Linked DNA regions of Drosophila melanogaster: region 1 is linked to region 2. A link is a contact called in public Hi-C data. All regions are on one chromosome and are shown on one strand. The core of a region is the stretch at or near the end of the contact, and the rest is flanking DNA. Distances in the headings are between cores, read along the strand shown. Region 1 holds the start of CG1927. Region 2 holds the start of CG8001.

Region 1 (7,018 bases), core at 2,995-5,494, 210 kb after region 2:
GCCCGGCATCTACATTAACCGCATCTTCAAGGGCACCAACTACAACAAGCGTGTGGAACGCTTGCGCATCACGGAACCCAAGGATCCCAGCAAACCCGCTCCTCCACCAAATCCCGCCCAGGTTTTACGTGAGCGCATTGCCCGTCGAGTGGCTCTTGAGTTCCACGACGGCATGTATGCCAATCTGGGCATTGGCATTCCCGTGCTCTCCTCCAACTACATCCCCAAGGGCATGAACGTGATGCTGCAGTCGGAGAACGGAATCCTGGGCCTGGGACCCTTCCCCACCAAGGATAAAGTGGATCCGGACTTGATCAACGCCGGAAAGGAGAGTGTTACCGTGGTGCCCGGAGCCTCATACTTTGGCTCCGATGACAGCTTTGCCATGATCCGTGGTGGTCATGTGGATATCACCATTTTGGGCGCCATGGAGGTGTCGGCCACAGGCGATCTGGCCAACTGGATGATTCCTGTAAGTTAATCCATTATCATCCATTAAGCTTAATCACTTGCAAACTCATTCTTTTTAGGGCAAACTGGTTAAGGGAATGGGTGGAGCCATGGATTTGGTGGCTGCGCCTGGCACCAAGGTGATCATCACCATGGAGCACAATGCCCGCGATGGTTCCCCCAAGATCCTGGACACCTGCTCCCTTCCGCTCACTGGCAAGGGTGTGATCGACATGATCATCTCGGAGAAGGCTGTCTTCACGGTGGAAAAGGGCGTGGGCCTAACGCTGATCGAGGTGGCCGAGGGTTACACCGTGGACGACATCATTGCCAGCACTGGAGCCAAGTTCACAGTGTCGCCCAATCTGAAGAAAATGGGTCAAATTCCGGTCTGATGAGCCACGTGCTTAGTGCCCAGAGAAGCTGCAATACCTCCGGTTGAGTGATAAACGAGTGCATTTATTTTTTGTTGACCGTGTGACAAAAACATTTGTGTTAAATATATGGACCATATCAAATCGAATCTCTCCCAGCTTATCCAATTGCCTTGGCCATGTCCTTCAGCGCCTCGGAGCGATGTGCGTTGCGCATCTGCTTGTTAAGGATATCGAAGATGCGGTTGTACTTGCTGTCGGTTTCCGTGCGGCAGATGGCGCAGAACTGCGAGGACAGCACGTTGAGTGGACTACGGAAGTACAGGCTCTTCTGCATGGTGAGACCGTTCCTGTGGTGGGACATCATGTGCAGGACGATCTCGATGAGGGCCAGCGTGGCTCCAATGACGAAGTTGTAGCAGAAGAGCGTGGGCACCAGGAACAGCAAGTAGGGGTTGCGGTTGTAGCCCAGGATTATGTTCTGCAAGGAAAACTCAATTATTTAGCATACTCATAATCCCAGTTTGGAATGGTAACCTACGTTGCTCACGCCATCCATTTGACAATAGTCCTCGCGTTCGTAGCCCGGAGTGACCTTTTTGGGTGCCCTGTTGGGAATCGCGGTGGCTGCCCCATATCTCACCGTATTGGCCAGCTCGTCGTCTACCTCATCGCATATGGTTCCGCGGAGATAGTGCTTGGGTACATGGAAATTCGTGTGTTTGCGGAAGTGAACCTTGGTCACCTGGTCGTGGATCGGTTCACCGGTCTCCTCATCGAAGGCCGGTCTATTAACGCGGACGGTGTCTGTGTAGAAGTACTCCAACTCACCCGTTTCGCAGTTCTGTCGGAGATTGGATCGAATCAGATAATATAGTGTTAAGAGAGTGGTCTAAGAGAGCGGTCTAAGAGAGAGCGAAAGAGAGCGCTGGGCGGCACTCAAGAATCGCGTGATCGAGATTTTGTTGGTAATTTATGGGCCGAACCTGGTGGAATTTGCAAGTCAGATTTATAAAGCAAACATGCCTGAAGTTGATTAAAGGTTTTGAATCTACATTTCTATCTTCGAATGCCATTTAAAGCAGATGACTCTGTTCATCTATTGTCTGGCTTTCTAATGTGTTTTACGAACAGCGGGTATACAAGATTTAAGAGAGCTTCCCTTACACATTTCTCTTGAGCTCTCTTTGCCACATTTATATTGTTTATGAAATGTTATCGGAGGTCGGCGGGCGACGAACAAGAAGCAGACGCCAGTCACAGAAATGTGTTTATATATCCCGAAAATAGAATCACGTACGCCTATTCTGATAACATCGCCAGATCGTACACCAGGGCGTATGAATAATGAACCGCTTGCGACACCTGAGATTACCACTACTATTACTAGGCACTAATGCATCCCACCCGACTTCTTACCACGAACATGGCTACTTCGGTACTGAAAACTAGACCCCCAAAAACCCACGAAGGCGAACAGAGCCAGAAACTCAAGTATCACTTATCAGTTGCGGCTGGAAGTCGGGCCGATCGACAGACGCCGCCTTCTTATCGGTTCTATAAAATAGGGCGTGGAAATCGAGGGGGGGGGGGCAACTCCGCCCCCTTAGTCTATTAAGGTGCAATTAATGCTTATGGACGGCAGAAAATTGTAAATTGCACATGCAATTACAGACTTTTTCACTCAATTTCACAGTCCTTTGTTTTTGCCATAGTGACACTAATAACTTGAGTTGCATAAGCACCGACCGGTTTGCGTGTCCAATGTGATTTGATCAGAACACATATAATACAAACTGATGGGGCTAAATTGATAATCTCCCTGATCTCTGATTGGCAATCGAATAAATTGAGTTATTGAGTTATATCGAAACTACTTTGTATCAAACAGAGACTGACATTTAATCGAACCTTAGCTTGACAACCTGTGGGCATTATGTTCCCAAGATCACGAAGGCAATTAAACACAATCGCTGTCGATTTGTACTAAAACGTATATTCATATTAGATTATTATTATATTGGCACAGTGCAATACATTTAATTATCTTGCTGAACTTGATGGTGATCTTCAAATTTCTGGGAAAGTTACCACCAAAACTACGTGCAAGGCAAACTAAACTCTTTATAACTACTCCTAAAATATATAGAAGTACAGATAGCAAACCTATGATGAGTTGGTAGCATGATAAGTTGGCTACTCCCACTCGAGTTCAGATTATTTTTAAAGTCAAAACGCTTATCGAACAGCAAGACAAAATAAATAAAATACCTTACAATTGCTAGCTTGATAAGTAAATTGTTATTTGAGCCTGACAAATGCCTTCACTTGTTTCGTTCCCAAGTCGCTTGTTAAGTTCATAAACTGTATAATCCACATTTAACCGTGGGTTGTATAACACATTACATAGAAAAGGGTGGATTTTTATTTTCTCAGTGCTTTTCATGTTTTGGTCAAAAGCATGTATTTGAGCACCCCTCTTGATGACGTCCATCATAAACAAAGTTGACTTATGTCAACTGAATGTACTATGTACGGTGGTGAGCCCTTTTGAAAAAAAGACTGTAATGGCAGATAAGCGGTCGAACATAAAAACAAGGCCAGCTAATCAATGTGACTAGATAATCTACACTATATTTAGTTTATGAATTTGGCTATTGCGTTCTCTTTTCGGCTTACTGGAGTCACAGTTGGCTTAGTGCTGTAGTCTGTAATTAACTGAGTATGGGATTTGGCCCGGCATTTTATGGCACCTTAATTACAAGCCCGACATGAGCCGCAAAAAATCCTACAGATCCCACTCTTCTTTGTATATATATATGTATATTTGTTTTCCAACTAACCAAGATGGTTAACTGGTTTACAGATCGCAGCTTTCATAGTACATCTGGCTCTCTTTTCTCTTTTCCGTTTGGCACTTCTCTCCGCTTTTGGCACTTACCTTAATGGAATAACCCATGGCTGCTGTCTGGCTTATGGTTTATTTTCACAGTTATGTCGGCGTCTGGCTTTGTATTTATTTGTCAAAACTATTTTTCACGCGAACCACAAACAGAAACTCACACAAACAACGTATATCTGCGAATTTATATGCGAGTGTGTGTGTGTATATTTTGATCCACTGCAATCGGAATATTATATGGACGAGGAAACTGTGCTACGATGGATATTTCGAAACCGGTTAAGCGGTTCGCCAGTTGCCTTTGCTGTTTTTGCCCGTTTCATTTGCGGCTCGATTGTTGTGTTTATTTTGGTTGAGGGGCGACCTGTTGGCTTTTCGATGATTTGGGAGATCCGCAATTAAATTTGCATAGCCAATCGGTATAATGACTAAAAAAAAAACGTAGTTTCGATATCGGATTTTCACGCTTCTCTCGGCGAACTCGAACTTTTTCCACACACGCACACCGAACAACTGATTTCAATTCGTTGGGAGAGAAAATCGGATGGTGTGACCGCTAATATGCCACCAGTATATACCAGTTTTCGAAAGAGCTTTTTCAAAGCTCAACACACTAAAAATACTGGAATTAAACTACAATTCATTTATTAAGCTACCAAATAACGTACATTTTTGAACAATATTGTTCATTTTTCAAGAGTAACGCAGTCTGCTTTATTTAATCCTTTTTGTTGTCATCGCCTTCACACTTTCCTTCCTCCTTCTTTTGTTGCTCCTTCTTTTTGATGTCTTCTTCCTTCTTTTGGCACCAAGCTTTCAGTTCATCCTCGCTCATGTCCTGGACTTTCTTCTCCTTGGGCGAGGACTTGGCCTCCTTCTTTTCCTGCTCCTTCTTTTTGATGTCCTCTTCCTTTTTCTGGCACCAAGCCTTCAGTTCCTCCTCGCTCATGTCCTGGATTTTCTTCTCCTTGGGCGAGGACTTGGCCTCCTTCTTTTCCTGCTCCTTCTTTTTGATGTCCTCCTCCTTTTTCTTGCACCACTCCTTTAGCTCCTCCTCACTCATCTCCTGGAGACACTTCTCCTCGGCCGAAGATTTGGCCTTCTGGATTTTCTTGGCTTGGTTGGAGAGTATCGCATCGCACTCGCTTTCCAGCTTCTTCATGGTCTCCAGTTGGGCCTCGCCACACTCGGATTCTTCGTCGGCTTCGATGGATGCCTGTAGTCCTCCGTCCAATCGACGTTCGTCTCGTAACTCCACAGCCGTGACCGTGAGTTCCATAAATGAGAATCGATGATAGCCAAAGTAAGTTGGGTTCTTGTAGGGCAGCGCTTTGCCTGCTCCTGGTCCCAGCTTCTCATCCGGTCCACTGAACTGGCGGAAGGAAGAGGGTCTCACAAACGGCGGCACATCGATCCCATTGTGATCGACACTGGTCGGTTGGTAGCCCTCATCCGGTGGATCCTTTGGTGGGCGAGGGGTGTTCGATGGCTTGTTGCTCAACTTGGGCTTATCAGACAGGCGGCGAAGAATTACAGGTTTTATGAACAATCGAAGTGGATTCTTAGACATTTTCGGGAGCACTTTTGTTTTAAAGTAAATGTTTTTAAATTTTACTGTTGCTCAAAACAGGAGATGTCATTTTCAGAGGTTACTGTGTAAAATTGAAAATATACATCTCTACATCACGTATACGCCCTGATATCCTAAAGCTTTATTCTGTAAAGTAAAATGTAAGCTTTGTGTGGAAGTATCGACTAACTAGAAATGTTGAATTCAATGATGTCCAAGCTTTTGCCATAATATATTAGGTATAAAGAGTTTGATGATTGTCGATGAACTTTTCGGGAGGTTCAAACCGATCAGCAAACTGGTTAAGGCCTTCATTCTGGTTTTATTATTTCCACTTAAGAGTGCACATAATATTTTGGCATACATTTCGGATTGCTGCACTCCGGTTTCCCACGTTCCCCGCGAAGTCTTCTGATACGGCTGATTATCGTGCAATTATCTTTCCAAGATTATCAGCACGGTTTACGAACGAGAGGTGTTGAGCGGCTTCGACCGGGATCCGAAATTTAGTATCCGTCCGGTGGGCCAGGCACTCGGTTGAGTCCCCAAGAAATCTGGTTGGGCCGGGAATTCGCAATCACGAAACGATCTTTGTCTCTTTGGCGACTTAATTGCGTGTGATAAAAGATTTATACGCCCGCGAGCTCAAGTAGCTTTATCAAATACTCGGTCGCTACTTTATCGCTATGAAGTGAGTAGTCTTCGTATTCTTCTGGTTTCGAGATCGTAAAAAATAAGCTAACTGATGCGCAAACACAATAAATGACAAAACATTAGCCTCAACCAAATCCCGGTTAAGAAATTGTATATTTTTACGACCTTTAATTTTGAACCAACATCTTTTCTCGAGGAACCTCCTTGGCGCTTATTGTTTAACGACCCGAACCCATTTATCAATCAATCAATTCACCTCAAAAACAACTTTTAATTGCTCCCCCAACAGCGACGATATAAAAACCGTGACGGTTTACCCAACCACACTGGAATTAACGACCCCAACAAAATCAGCGAATGGCAGTAACGATGATTACGATCCTCATCAGCACCGCGAGCTGAAGAATCCCACTACGTAAGCATAGATTTTCAACAGTGCTGAGCTCAGAGAATCATTTTCAGGCCCCACTTTCCCCAGAAACTTTCAGACATTCGCCCACTTCCTGAAGGCTTCCGTGGGCACTGGCGTCCTGGCCATGCCCAGTGCCTTCGCACACGCAGGATATGTGAATGGCACCCTTCTCACGCTGATCATTGGATCGCTGGCCCTCTACTGCCTGCACATTTTGGTGGGTTTTTGGTGGGAGTCACATAGAAATTTCCTTACTTACTTATATATACTTGATTTACAGATCAAATGCATGTACATACTGTGCAAGCGGCAGCGGGTTCCCTACGTCAGCTTTTCGCAGGCCATGAATCTGGGACTCAAACAAGGTCCACCCTGGCTGCGTTGTTTGGCACCCATTGCCGTGTAAGTGAAGTAACTCGGCAAAACAACTGCTATCTATAACTTCCCTCTATATATTGATTAACTTTCTAAGTGCTTTTTAATGATTACTCAATTGGGTAATGAAAATCTTATCTTGTTGTTGATCAATAGATTTTCACTACGATTTATTGTATCTTTATCTTTACAATAGCACCCTAAAATATGGGGGCACATCCCAATAGTTTGTTTAGTAATTGGTTTACATCGCTTATCAATAATATCTTGAGGGTTTTTTT
Region 2 (6,792 bases), core at 752-3,251:
CAGGGGTCCTGCGAATAGAAAACGTAGGACAATCAGCGGTGAGCCACCCCTTTGTGGTTAAGCCGAGCGTAAGACTCACCTGTCCTGGCGGCCACCGAAGCCCACAAGCTGCTCGCAGTGGAGGCCAGGAGGAGGAGCAGCCACAGCTGCGGTGCTTCCCCACTAAGTCTGCTCCTCAGCGTCATCTGTTGCGGATTGGTTTTCTGGTGAAGACGAACCGGAATCGAGAATGGAGAATGGAGAATGAAGAATCGAGTTAAGTGCTTTGCGTGCAACTTTGTTGTGACAATTTATAATTTCAATTCAGCTCAATTGGCGTCTTAATTGAACGGGAAAAGTGAAAGGCACAAGAAGCGACCCATGTAGTCAGAAAAGTGCCAGGCATTCCAAAGTCAATGTCTGGGTCTAAAAGGTAGCTGCAGTTTATTATTTATAGGTATTTGTTCACCTTTTGTGCATCAAACTAATCGTTAGTTGTTTGGGTTTATAATAATAATCGATTTGTATTCTAGAGGCTAAACAAACTACACTGCACCATTTGTTTTGCTAAACGAAACGTTAAAGTTTTTCAACATTTGTGGAAGAACTATGCATAGTGAGTCACACAGATCGTTTACTTCAGAAATCGAAATCAAGACGAATGTAATCAAAGAATCTGCTTTGTTCCCTCCAGTTCAAGTCATATTCGAGTGGGTAGTCCAACCTGATTCTCAACTTTCGCCAGTGCGACCTTAAGAAGCTGACCAGCGAATCTTGTTGCATCGTCCAGAACCGTGAATCATGCTGCCCGCAGCTCCAGAGCGTAACTTATTATCTTTTCGGAGGCGAAACAAGTTAGCCTTGATATCTCGGGTCTGATAACAATCGGCATGAATAGGCACTTAAGATTTGGTAATGTGGCGAGACCTGGAAAATAGGAAGTGCGCACCGAGGAATGGGCGGAAAACCAAGCTCAGAGCGGTTTCACTTTCCGCCTTTTTCCCCCAAACTTATGCATATTTATTTTTTTTATTGGATTTTGCTGCTCAGCTTGCCCCTGGCAAACCGGAATTCGCCGTTCATCACGAGATTAGAGGCGAGTCGAAAAAACGCGGGTACGAAATCGAAATCGAAAAGTAGAGGAAAAAATCCAGGCCGCGAACCCGAGAACAAACATCACTTGGGGCGGAGATGGGCTCTCAGATGGATTGCTGGCCATTTTCGCACTTGGCGGCTGCGCATGCGCAGCAGAGGAAGTGGGAAGCCACTTAACCAGCACACAGGCACACTCACAGACGAGCTAAGAAACCATCGGGTGACATAAAAACAAGTACATTCACTGTGCTCCCTGGTAAGTAGCTGCACATAGGGCACATATGTGGAACCGTCAACGTGCCCAGCGTATCGAGTTCATATCGCTGGCTCTCCGCACCATGTTTCATTTCATTACCCGATCTGGAGTTGTTTTTCCGCTTTAGCGACCACGAAACTCTTAGCACCGCCCTCGAAGCCAGCTCGCTTATAACTGAACTCGTCTCTCCGTCTTCGGTCTCATGCGTATATAATCGGCTCCGTCGCAGCTCTGTGGAGCCACTCAAGCCGAACCCGATCCACCGGCCCAACCACATGCCACTCTCAGCGAAGTCATCCAAGAGGCGAAATGCCAAGGTGTTGGAGCGGGGAAGTAGTCGTGCTCAGCATAAAGCCAACAGAGAAGAACAACGAACTAAAAAGGTTCGAAGAGATGGCTTGCTAAGTGTGAATACCATTGAAGAGACCTGCCATGCTTGTTGAAAATAAATATATTTATAACTATAATTTAAGAGTATACATTAAATATAGTATAATCAAATATGGGGGTGCAATTTCTTGCTTATTTGGATACTCTATATACGAGTTTCTCTAAGAAAAAGAGTTTCCAACTTCCCTACTAGAATCTAGAAAATGCACATCTACTATGCCTTGAGTTTGTTTTCTTCTTTCGTTTATATTGAAAGCAAGGCATTTCTACAGTTCACCAAGCCTCGTGTGGGAGGGAAGTCACTGATCGTATTTAAAGGCTGAAGCCACACATCTTAGGCGTAAGCAGGATTATACTCCATCCACAGACTTTCAAACTGGCCGATAAGTCGCGCCAAAGCTATCGGTCAATCGGGCTTTTGCGCGTGAGGCAAGTGCCATCTCTGCTAGTTGGACGTAAACAACGTAAAATCGGGAAATTAGGGAAAGTCCAGCGGGGCGGGAAAGAAGGCAGATTCTGATCTGAGATTGTAGACGTGCTCCACCGGCGATGGACGTGGAGGATTCCGTGGCGAGCGGAGCGGCATCCGCCTGCAAGCGCCAAAAGCGAAACACAGATTCCCAGAACGATGGCGAGCCTGAAGACGCGGCGCAGATTGGGTAAGTGTTGTGTCTTGGGTTGAGCATGCTCTGCGGCTTGGATAATCCATTGATTTTTCGCCCGTGGGGAACCAGTGAGGAGAACACTGTCGCCGAAAGCCAGCCTTTAATTAACTTCGACACAATTGTCACTCACAACAATAACGGAGAGAGCGATATGGAGGGCAAGGAAAACCAGCTCCAGGATGAGAGCGAGCAGTCCGAGGAGCATCTTGCTAATAAAGTTGGACCTGAGGAGCTGCCGGAAATAGAACAGGCAGGCTCCTCCAATTTAGCGCATCAATTATCCCCGGAAGCAGCCTCCACCGTGCTGGCTTCTGATGAGCCAGATGCTTCCACCGGTGTCATCGAGCCTAGCGACAGCGAAGACTATCCACCTACTTCACCGACGCCAATTGAAGCTTCCGAAGCGGTCAGTTCACCCCGCTTCAATCCACGCAACATACCACCCACGCGCTCCTATCGCCGTATCAGCATAGAGCTAGTGGGCTCCTACTCGGACACAAGCGATTCAGAAGAACATGAGCTGGAGGAGGGGACCGAGCACGCAGAAGAGTACAGCGATGATGCGCCTGAACCGCATATAGCCGAGTCCGCTGACGACAGTTCCTCCAACGACGACATGGGACCCTATTCTCTTTCCAGTGAAGATGAAACAACCACAGAGGTAAGTTGTTAAGCCTTAAGTGATGGTAAGAAGGGTAGATCATGAGGTTACAAAATTAAGCTTTTAGGGATAAGTTGAGCTTCTTATAAATCCTTGCTAACAGGTTGAGAACTTGCAGGACGAGGTGGAGTTTAACGAGGACATCAACCCCGCTGACCGCGAGAAAGTAGACTACGCCGTTAATCAGGTGATGTGCAAGTGCAAGCCCAAATACACTTGGAACTACGATCAGGAGCTGTTGCAAAGGGAGCACAACATAATCAACCGGATTGACTGGCGTGGCGGCCACACTTCGGCCTCTAGCTTCGGCCAGGGCTACTACGGTTCCCGCCAAGTTGTGGAACAAATGACGCTGCTCAGTTCGCTAAACGTCCACCACGGCTGCGTCAACTCCCTGAACTTCAATCGGGCAGGCGACTTGATTTGCTCCGGCTCCGATGATCTCACCATCGTCGTCTGGGATTGGGCGAAAGAAAAGCAGCTGCACCGCTTTCGTTCCGGCCACAACATGAACATATTCCAGACAAAGTTTATTGACAGCGCCGGCTGCTTGGACATCGTGTCCTCCAGCCGTGATGGCCAGGTGCGCCGGTCCGTCATTCCGCCCTCCGGAGGCGTCATAAAGCCCATCCGTCTGTACACACACAGCGAGTCCGTTCACAAGATCATCGTGGTGCCCCACAGCCGCCACGAGCTGATGAGCGCCGGCGAGGATGCAGCTGTTAAGCACTTTGATTTGCGAGCCAGCAACGCTGCCACCACGATGATGCGTTGCGTGTACAACGACGAAAATGAGCGTGGCCGGGTGCGCCTATTCAGCATCGCTCATCATCCTTACGCGCCCGAGTTCTGCGTCAGTGGATCCGACGACATTTTGCGCGTCTACGACAAGCGCAACCTAGCGAAGGCAATCCACCAGATGGCCCCTAGGAATTTGCTCGAAGTAAGCATGTGCCGCGACCCAGGCCAGGCAGTCTAATCTCTGTTTTCTTCTCGTGTCCAGGCCCAGATCACGCAAATTACTTGCGCTGTGTATAACCACAGCGGCAGCGAAATCCTAGCCTCATACAGCGATGCGGGTATTTACCTGTTCGACAGTCGGAACTACAACAGAGGCGACTATTTGCACTGCTATAAGGGTCACATGTAAGTAAGCCCTGTTTCCCCCAATGTTCTGACACTGACAAATATCATCTCCTCTTTCCCACAGCAACAGCCGCACCATAAAGGGTGTGAACTTCTTTGGACCCAGATCGGAGTATATAGTAAGCGGCAGCGACTGCGGAAATATATTCTTCTGGGATAAAAACACGGAGGCGATTATCAACTACATGAAGGGCGACCACGTCGGCGTAGTCAACTGTCTGGAACCGCATCCCTGGATGCCGGTGCTGGCCACCTCTGGACTAGAGCACGACGTCAAGATCTGGACACCACAGGGACCTGAAAGGGTAGGGTCAACACAAAAATGGGTACAAGCTTAATGTATGTAATGAAATCCACTCTCCGCAGAAACTCCCCGAGGATTTACTGAAGCAGACGCTGCAGCGCAATTTCAGGTGCAACATTGTGGAGAGTATTGACCTCGACATCAACAATTTCCAGTACTTTATACGCGGCTTCCTGCAGGGCTCCGGAGCATCGCATCTGCGTCAGAGACATACGTCTTCGCTAGGTCATCAAATGCGGGACAACAGCTCCAGCCGCAGCAACGGCTCGAATGCTTCCAACCCGACTTCCCACCGGCGCAACAGCAACAGCTCCGACGACACAAACGACGAGGGAGCAGACGCCGACGCTGCGCTGGACACGCTGCACTGCCGCACGCAGTAAGCACTCCCCGAGGTGCCGTAGACGGGCTTCGAAAGCAGTCCTCGGCGATTATATAATTTTCGATATTTTAACTATGTTAGAAAGCGTTTCTGAAGCTGTGAATTTGTAACCGTAACACATAAGTGCGCATATTTTATTTTTAAACAAGGTTTAATAAATGCTCATTGAGAATAATTTCGCGTCAAATACTTTTATAATACTTTTTTGGGCTCCCAATAGAGCTCAGTCGCTGGTCTGGCAGATGAGAGCCACGCTCCGCTTGACCCAGTGGGATGCCTTAACATGCGTGTTCAACAGCAGAGGGACCACGTAGTTTGTGGAGTGACCTGTCGTGGACAGCGTTCCCTTGCGCTCCGCGGTCTTGTAGAGCGGGCAGCGGTAGCGGGAGCCCTCGACGACATCGACGAGCCCGACAGGTCGGAAAAAGATCACGGGCATGGCATAGATGAGCACCTTGGGGAACTGCTCTACTAGCGTGTTCTCTCGCCACTCCCAGCGGGCGCCCTCCAGGTACAGTCCGTTGCAGTACACCCCGTCGTCCGGAGGCGAAGTCTTTGTCTCCACCTTGAGCACATCGTAGTCAAAGGTCAGCGTGTCGATGGGGATCTTGTACTTTCGGGCAAAGTTCTGCATGGCGCCCGTGAGGAAGGCCTGCGTGAAGAAGAATCCAGACAGCCAGAAGGTTGGTGGCTTGCCGTGGTGATGCCAGTCGTGGAGCCAGTTGAGGCGCTTGTACAGATCCTGGACGTAGGAGCCAAGTGGCTTCAGGCAGGGGTACGACTTGGACATCCACTTGGTCGGGATGCGGTTGAATTTCATAGCCGTCATTACGTTCTCCAGGTCTGGAGTCATCACGATGATGCCCTTGATTCCCATAGCCAAATCTCGACAGGTGGTACGGATCTCCTTCTGCAACTTGAGAAAGCGTTCCATCTCCTGCACCACCACTGTGTTCATGGACTCATTGTAGTCTACTGGGTACTTCTCTGCCGCTGCCTCGATGTCCATATCAGCCGGCATTTCGCGCTCGATTTGCTTGATTGTATCCAGGATTACCTGCTCCACACTAACTCCTGCGCCGGCGGATCCCGCTGCCTCGCTGCCCAGTAAAAGGATCATCGAGTCGAGCAGCGTCTTGGTCGTCTGCAGATCCCTTGTTATGCCGGAGTTGGCATGCAGGCCGTAGACCTCGGGTGGCGCCAGCGAAGGAAGGTTCTCGTCCAGATACCGCAGGATCTCGCGGTGCTCCGTCTTTCGGGGCAGGATGTAGCGATCGTCGCTGGCAAACCTATAGCGATTGTCGGTGACCGCCTGGGCATTGCAAAAGTCCGCCAAGATCGTCACGATTAGCCGGCGATCCCAGTTGTCCGTGACCCTTCCGCCGTAGTTGCACTCGCTGGTCAAATACGAGATGGCGTCGTAGGGCACGTGGTCATACTGGTTGAGCAGCATCTAAAGGGAGCACGATGACATACATACATATGTAAATACACTAGACACTGATATCCATATCAAACTTACGCTCAGCTGCAGCACCGAGATCTGCAGATCGGACTCGTTGAATCCGTAGGCTATGTTCCAACCCAGTGGACCGTACTTGCGCCGCTCCTGGACAACAGCATGGAAGAAGCAAATGCCGTAGAGCAGCCGTGTGAATGCGCGATCCTGTTTGGCACAGCCCGTGTAGAACTCGTAGTCGTTAATGGGCTCCGAGTTGTAGGAGCGCATCAGATTCTCCTTGAGTCCGGTTGGCGGTTCGTTGGTCATTTTGACGCCGTTCTGCAGGATGGTCACCGGGAACTGTGGCGTTGGATAGGCGGTTAGCCAGATGCGGAAGTTGGCTGCAATGAAGGGATTCGGTACTTAGGACTTTATAGCTTAGATATGCATTGGATGACACTCACGCGTGGTGT

The links. A called contact is a pair of places that touch in the nucleus more often than the background predicts.
Region 1: a contact with region 2 is called in a Hi-C map of the Kc167 cell line, with 5 times the contacts expected there. The contact joins the promoter of CG1927 here to the promoter of CG8001 in region 2. A contact is called at or near these places in 11 of 107 Hi-C or Micro-C datasets (the Kc167 cell line, the PNm cell line, embryo and 5 more).

Annotation. Positions count from the first base shown.
Region 1 is chr3L:1,965,835-1,972,852 of dm6, forward strand. CG1927 reads right to left here and starts at 4,245. Exons shown (of 3, transcript NM_139427.4): 1 at 3,766-4,245; 2 at 1,366-1,668; 3 at 891-1,305. The coding sequence starts at 3,783. The coding sequence ends at 985. CG11815 reads right to left here and starts at 5,366. Exons shown (of 1, transcript NM_139428.3): 1 at 4,357-5,366. The coding sequence starts at 5,296. The coding sequence ends at 4,445. It overlaps SCOT (Succinyl-CoA:3-ketoacid CoA transferase), which reads left to right. Exons shown (of 4, transcript NM_167928.2): 3 at 1-472; 4 at 531-971. The coding sequence ends at 845. It overlaps acs (arcus), which reads left to right and starts at 5,804. Exons shown (of 9, transcript NM_139429.2): 1 at 5,804-5,987; 2 at 6,240-6,365; 3 at 6,429-6,579; 4 at 6,643-6,764. The coding sequence starts at 5,983.
Region 2 is chr3L:1,754,158-1,760,949 of dm6, forward strand. It overlaps CG8001, which reads left to right and starts at 2,002. Exons shown (of 6, transcript NM_139400.2): 1 at 2,002-2,379; 2 at 2,455-3,046; 3 at 3,150-3,989; 4 at 4,050-4,192; 5 at 4,257-4,497; 6 at 4,559-5,051. The coding sequence starts at 2,270. The coding sequence ends at 4,879. Cht2 (Chitinase 2) reads right to left here and starts at 1,777. Exons shown (of 5, transcript NM_001274353.1): 1 at 1,430-1,777; 2 at 80-203; 3 at 1-8. The coding sequence starts at 185. It overlaps Dhc62B (Dynein heavy chain at 62B), which reads right to left. Exons shown (of 9, transcript NM_206236.3): 7 at 6,784-6,792; 8 at 6,401-6,720; 9 at 5,015-6,331. The coding sequence ends at 5,102.